Regions from separate parts of the Mus musculus genome. Here region 1 is linked to region 2. The links are chromatin contacts, called in public Hi-C maps. All regions are on one chromosome and are shown on one strand. The core of a region is the stretch at or near the end of the contact, and the rest is flanking DNA. Distances in the headings are between cores, read along the strand shown. Region 1 has its middle 20 kb from the start of C1qtnf2. Region 2 has its middle 13 kb from the start of Pttg1.

Evidence for each region. Hi-C and Micro-C count contacts between places; a contact is called where the count stands out from the background.
Region 1: a Hi-C map of the N1E-115 cell line shows a contact between it and region 2, with 6 times the contacts expected there. The contact joins two enhancer-like sites. A contact is called at or near these places in 2 of 39 promoter capture datasets (embryonic stem cells and stem cell-derived epiblast-like cells), 1 of 15 datasets of contacts at CTCF or cohesin (embryonic stem cells), 3 of 484 Hi-C or Micro-C datasets (the N1E-115 cell line, embryonic stem cells and uterus), 3 of 115 datasets of contacts at active chromatin or transcription factors (bone marrow-derived macrophages and embryonic stem cells) and 3 of 9 other capture datasets (adipose tissue, liver and pancreatic islet).

The regions. Positions count from the first base shown.
Region 1 is chr11:43,492,460-43,495,557 of GRCm38.p6, reverse strand. No RefSeq gene overlaps it. Among named protein-coding and RNA genes, the nearest start is that of C1qtnf2, 20 kb to the right of the region's middle. Within about 2 kb of position 1,312, at least 52 of the 459 cell types and tissues checked have an H3K27ac peak or open chromatin away from gene starts, as enhancers often do. A contact at or near this core is called in the N1E-115 cell line, where this site is marked.
Region 2 is chr11:43,411,619-43,414,318 of GRCm38.p6, reverse strand. No RefSeq gene overlaps it. Among named protein-coding and RNA genes, the nearest start is that of Pttg1, 13 kb to the left of the region's middle. Within about 2 kb of position 1,363, at least 34 of the 459 cell types and tissues checked have an H3K27ac peak or open chromatin away from gene starts, as enhancers often do. A contact at or near this core is called in the N1E-115 cell line, where this site is marked.

The sequences.
Region 1 (3,098 bases), core at 63-2,562, 81 kb before region 2:
TTTCTACAGCAGGGAAAGGGTATAGCTCTTGAAGAGTGAGGGAGCTACACTAACGTAGGGTCTCCTGTCATCAGACCCATGTGCAAGGAGCTGGGTCTGTGACTCTCAGACTATGGAATCAGAGGGTCCCAAGGAGAGGCGAGCCACTGCTCTGAAAGCCTGGGTAGGTTGTGGTACCAAATGGCTTCAAAGGTCTGACCTGAGACCCCCTCGGAACCAACTCTATCCTACTCAGAAACTTGTCAAAGCCTAGACAGTTCTGGTTTATCAGGCTCCTCCCGCTGGGAAGCATGGGGTAGACAGACCTGCTCACAGGGGCCCCCTATCTGTGGTCTCTGCTTCCCCGTGTCTATGAAGTGAGGTTGGTGGTCTTGGAAGCTGCTGACAATAGTGTGAACTGTGGAGCAGTCCGCACACATCAAAGGCGGCCTGCTGCCAGTGTTCAGTAAACGTTGCCGCCATTTCTAGTGTAGCTCAGGAGATTTGACAGTGATTTGTTATAACAGAAGTCTTCACTGAGGGGTGGGAAGATGGCTCAGTGTGTAAAAGCATTGGCCAGAAAAGCAGGTTAGGGGCAGAAAAGGCCCTAAATACAGATTTTCCCCAAACTCACATACAAGCCTGGCATGCATGAACACAAGTCTGTCACTCTAGTTCTATTGGGGACAGAGACAGGAGGATTGCTGGGGATTGTCAGTCATCAGCAGAGATCCAAGTTCAGTGACAGATTCGGACTCAAGGGAATAAGATGAGAAATGGTAAATCAGGACACCCGCTATTTTTCTCTGGCCTCAGTGTGTGCATGCGTGTACACACACACACACACACACACACACACACACACACACACACACGTCTTCAGTAGAAGCAGAGGCCTGAGTGTGGAGATTTAGACGCTGGCTGATTCCCTCAGCAATGCTACTCATTGTGCGTGTGTTGTCGTCCTTTCCTGACTGCTTTGAAGAGAGAGAGAGATCAACATTTGATGCCTACATTGGTCCTGAGATCTTCTGGCCCAGCCGTTCATTTTGCTGAAGTCACAAACGTTATCACCCAAACCACACAGGGGACCCCAAGACACTCAGGACTGGACCCCGTTCTTGCTTAACAAGAGCTGGTACTCCTGCCCCATCTCAGGCTGGTCTCTGACACAAACAGGGAGCTCAAAACTCTGTCCCAAGTGCAGATGTCTGGAAAAGGTGAGACTGATTTTATTCCTTTTCTTTCTTTTTCTTTTTTCCCAGCACAAGATCACAGCCACCCTAGAACCCTGGCCTGAGACTCTCCCTTTTGTCTTGGGCTCTGAGGCTAGGAAACTGTCTGCTGCAGAGGCCTGCTGGTTTTTCCAGCCCCCTGTGGCTTATTGGAGGTTTGTGCGGTAGGTGTGCTCCCTCTAGTGGCACAAGTAAGAATTACATGCAGCCCGGAAGCCGTTTCTTCCTATTATGGTGGGGGTGAAGAGTGGGGTGGGGATAGGAGAGAGTGGGTTGGGGCTGGGGGGCTGGGGAGCTGGGGAGGCTGGGGGGGTGGTTGTCAAGCCTCCAATGTAACTTTGATGCATTCTGTACTTGTAGAACCGACTCGCCCCCACCCCCGCACTGTCTCTCCTTTACCTCACCCTAATTCCAGCCCTGTCAATCCCAACTTTGACTTTTGCTCTTTGTTTTTGTATTAATCTTGATTTACTAACATTCTCTATTAAAATATTATCTGTATATATTATTGAGTCTTTGGTCATCTTTTAAAATTTGTGTCTGAGATGGGTGTCAGACTTCTCCCCTGCCATAATTTTGATCATCAACCTGCAGAGGAAAAGCCCTTATGTAAACGGAGTACAACACGCACTTGCCAGGGGAGACCTAAGGTCTGTCTGTCAGTGTGGGCTGGAAGCTCTCTGCACTGTCATGATCAGAGGTGGGGTTCTCCAGGCTGCTTCAGAAGGGGGTAGCTGCCCTTCAAAGAATGCACTGAACTGGGGTCTGGTGGCACAGGCCTTAATCCCAGCAGGCGGACTTCTTTGAGTTCCAGGCCAGCCCAGTTGACAGAGCAAGTTCCAGGACAGCAGGACTGCACAGAGAAACCCTGTCTCGAAAACCGTGAGGCGGGAAGCTGCTTTTCAAAGAGTGTATTGAAGGAGAGAGAGCCTTTGGATTAAAGGCTCACCAAGTTCTAGGTCTTCTTCAGTACCTACATAAAGGGAAGACCGCAAACAGGCCCAGCTTCTCAAGGCATTCAAGAAGCCACAGACAGGACTAGGAACGAGGGTCTTACCATGTAGCCCTAGCTAGCCTGGCATTTGTTATGTAGATCAGGCTATCCTCCAACTCACAGAGATTCACCTGCCTCTGCCTCCTGAGTGCTGGGATTCTCATCATCATGCCTGGTTTAAAAAAAATTTTTTTTTTAGAGAAAGGAAAAGAAAAAACTGTTTACAAATGAAGGTGCCAGTCCATCTCAGAGGCTGACCCTTCTGCGGGGACCCCGGGCAGAACCCCTGCCCACCTGTTGATCTGTTTGGGCCACAGAGTACTGCCTGGTTTCTAGACACTTACCCACCCCATTGCATTTGTGGTGGACTCAGTGAGAATGATTAAATAAACCTTATTTTGTTAGCACTGGGCCCACGCTTCCCAGGACCAGCCCATGCCCTACCTGTTGTTCCATGAGTATCCACCAGGGGGCAGTGAGCGCAAGCTGCTTGAATGTTTGACCCTATCAGATAGGAAAATCTCTAAGCGTTGATCATGGGCTTACCGCATTCTGGCATGGAGGCTTCTTTAGCCCTGTATTCTGAAAACACCTGACCAGGGTAGACTCATCTCAGTGCTATTCATTCCTGCCACCAGGCACGCAGTGAAACCCTGCTCTTCATCACCGACCGAGCAGTGGGCCAGCAAATAATAATAAAAAGCCTGGGTCCTTGATGAACAGCGCTTACATTCTGAGGAGGCTCAGGATTACCCCATTGTAATGTCATACTCCCTCTGCATACTGGTAAATTAATACTCTTTTTCTTTTTTCTTGAGAAAGTTTCACCCTTAGCCCAGACTGGCTTTGAACTCAATGCAATCCTCCTGCCTCAGCCAGCAGAATGCTGG
Region 2 (2,700 bases), core at 114-2,613:
GCATGGACCTAAGCAAGTCACTAGAGTGTCTGACCAACAACACAGTGAGGTTTCTGTCTGCGTCTACAATGCTGGGATGAAAAGAACACACTACCATGCCTGGATTTACAAGTAATTACATGTATCGTGTGTGTGTGTGTGTGTGTGTGTGGGGCATGGGTATGGTGTGATATGTGTACCACTATTTTACTTAAGGAGATCAGAGAACAAACCTGCATGACATTGGCTGTCTCCTTCTACTTCATGGATCCTAAATATCAAACTCAGATCCGGTCTTGGTGATAAGTACCCTTACCCTCTGAGCCATCTTGCCAGCCAGCCCTTCCTTCCCTTCCTCCCTCCCTCCCTCCCTCCCTCCCTCCCTCCCTCCCTCCCTCCCTCCCTCCCTCTTCCTTCCTTCCTTCCTTCCTTCCTTCCTTCCTTCCTTCCTTCCTTCCTTCTTTCCTCTTTCTTTTTTTCTTTCTCTCTCTTTCTTTTTTCTCTTTCTTTTCTCTTTCTTTCTTTCTTTCTTTCTTTCTTTCTTTCTTTCTTTCTTTCTTTCTTTCTTCCTTCCTTCCTTCCTTCCTTCCTTCCTTCCTTTCTTTCTTGTTGTGAGCCTACCTTTTAATGGCTGACCCATCTTTTCAGTCCTTTATTTCCTTTTAAATTGGGATTGAACCCAGGTCATTGTGCTCGCAGGCAAGCACCACACTGACAGAGCCATCCCACAGCCCTTATTGTGGGATTTTAAAGAGTGTAACAGACTCGTGAGATCAACCCATTTGAGAATTGTTAGTTCAGGGTCTATAGACTCCCGGGCTTAAGTGTTTGGGTACAGACTCTGCCATTGTCATCTTAGGCAAGTTACTGGCCGTCTTGAGACCTAATTTCCTTATCTGTAGACTGTTACTTTCCTTATTCAGTCACTGAGACCAGCAAAAGATAGCACTGGACACTGATCATTTTTAAAATGCTAATTATTCTTATCATAAAAAAAGATGGGATGTCTTCTCTGTGGGTAACCATCTGCTAAGTGCTGTAAAGGCTGCACAATGGCGAACGTCACAGCTCCCACTCTAAAAGGGTCCTGTCACCCAGCAGAGTGGAGATGCCCAGGTTGTCAGTCTGTACCTTTCGGTTAGATTCCGAACCTGCCTGGGATTTATGGTCTGATTTCGAATTAGTCACTTTCTTTGGGAAAAGCCAGACTATATGCCTTTATAAAGATCCACTGAAGGGACAACACATTTCCACGTGTCCACTTCAGGCGAACCGTCCATTACATCAGGCGGTTTTCCCTTTCCCTTGAAGACAAGCACCAAGTCCTCTTCTGTTCCGATCTCCAGAACCTGCCTTCTTGTGATAGTGTAATCAGCCACTAGAGGGCGCCCCCTTCATTTCTTGCTCATTTGCTTTTCTTTCTGCAGTCTTAGCTGTGATGTGAGACATGTTTAGCTTGATGGCTGCCTTACATTTTGCTTGAGAAATAGTCTTTTAAAACACGGGTCTCACGTAGCCCAGACCCACCTTAAACGTGTAGCTGAGGCCAGCCTTGAACTCCCAGATCTTGACTTCTGCCAAGTGCTAAGATGACGGGCACATTTTTGTTTTTTGTTTTTTTGCCACACCCAGACTGTCTCTTGTTTTTAAAATTAGCGGTGCTTACAGAAATGCTTTAAATTTGACCTTTTTAAAAAAATATACATTGTTGTTTTGCTTGCATGTTTTGTGTCTGTGTGCGGGTGTTGGATATTTGAGTCACAGAGAGTTTTGAGTTGTCATGTGGGTGCTGGGAATTGAATCCCAGTACTCTGGAAAAGCAGTCAGTGCTCTTAACCACTGAGCCATCTCGACAGCCCCACTGAAATGTCTTTAAATAAACCTGGGGCGGTGGGATGAATGTCGCTGCCGCTGCCCAGCCTTTCCAGAGCATCTGTTTTCTCACCAGATCTGCACCAAGGGCATTTCACGGGCATCTCCTGGAATCGCGGGGCCACAGTGTGTGTAAGGTGGCTGTACTTGTATTCTAACGACTGCAAGCTCAGATTCTAGTTGGTTACGTAATCTCTGCTACATCCGTCTTGACAGGACATTTGATATTGTGAGCCATTCTCCCCAGGGCCATATCCCCGCTGGCTGTAAGAAAAGCCCAGGATAGGTTTTGGGTTTTATTCTACAAGAGTGGTTCCTGGGTTTATCGGACACAATGCTTTCTGTAACAAATATTTTGTGATAAGTAATTTGGCTGGCTGTTTGTTTTGAGCGGAACAGACCGGACCAAACCAATGTGGAATTCAATCACCGAGGCCTTGCAGCCAATTAACTAAGTTGCAACTGAGCTCCGGGCTGACGACTAAGGTGTAGCCAATTATTTTTTATGTCTCACTTTTTTTCTCCTGTAAATGCTATGTGTTCATGCTGTTGGCTGGAGTTCTCAGAATCTGCCCTGGTGTTTGGAGCTGCCCCATGTGAGAATCCTGGGTCTGGAGATAGCTCAGTCAGTAAAGTGAAGACCTGACTTTTGAGCTTCCATTTCACCCAAGCTGGCCATGGTGACATATCCTTGCACACCCACCACTGGGGATGTGGCCAGCTGAAGAAGGATCTATCCTAAAAAATACATGACTTGCTGCCAGTACCAAAGGTCTATAGCATGTGGGCACCAATTCCCAAGTATTCCACCAGAGGGCGGTATACCCTCTTCAACCCCTGCAAATTGCT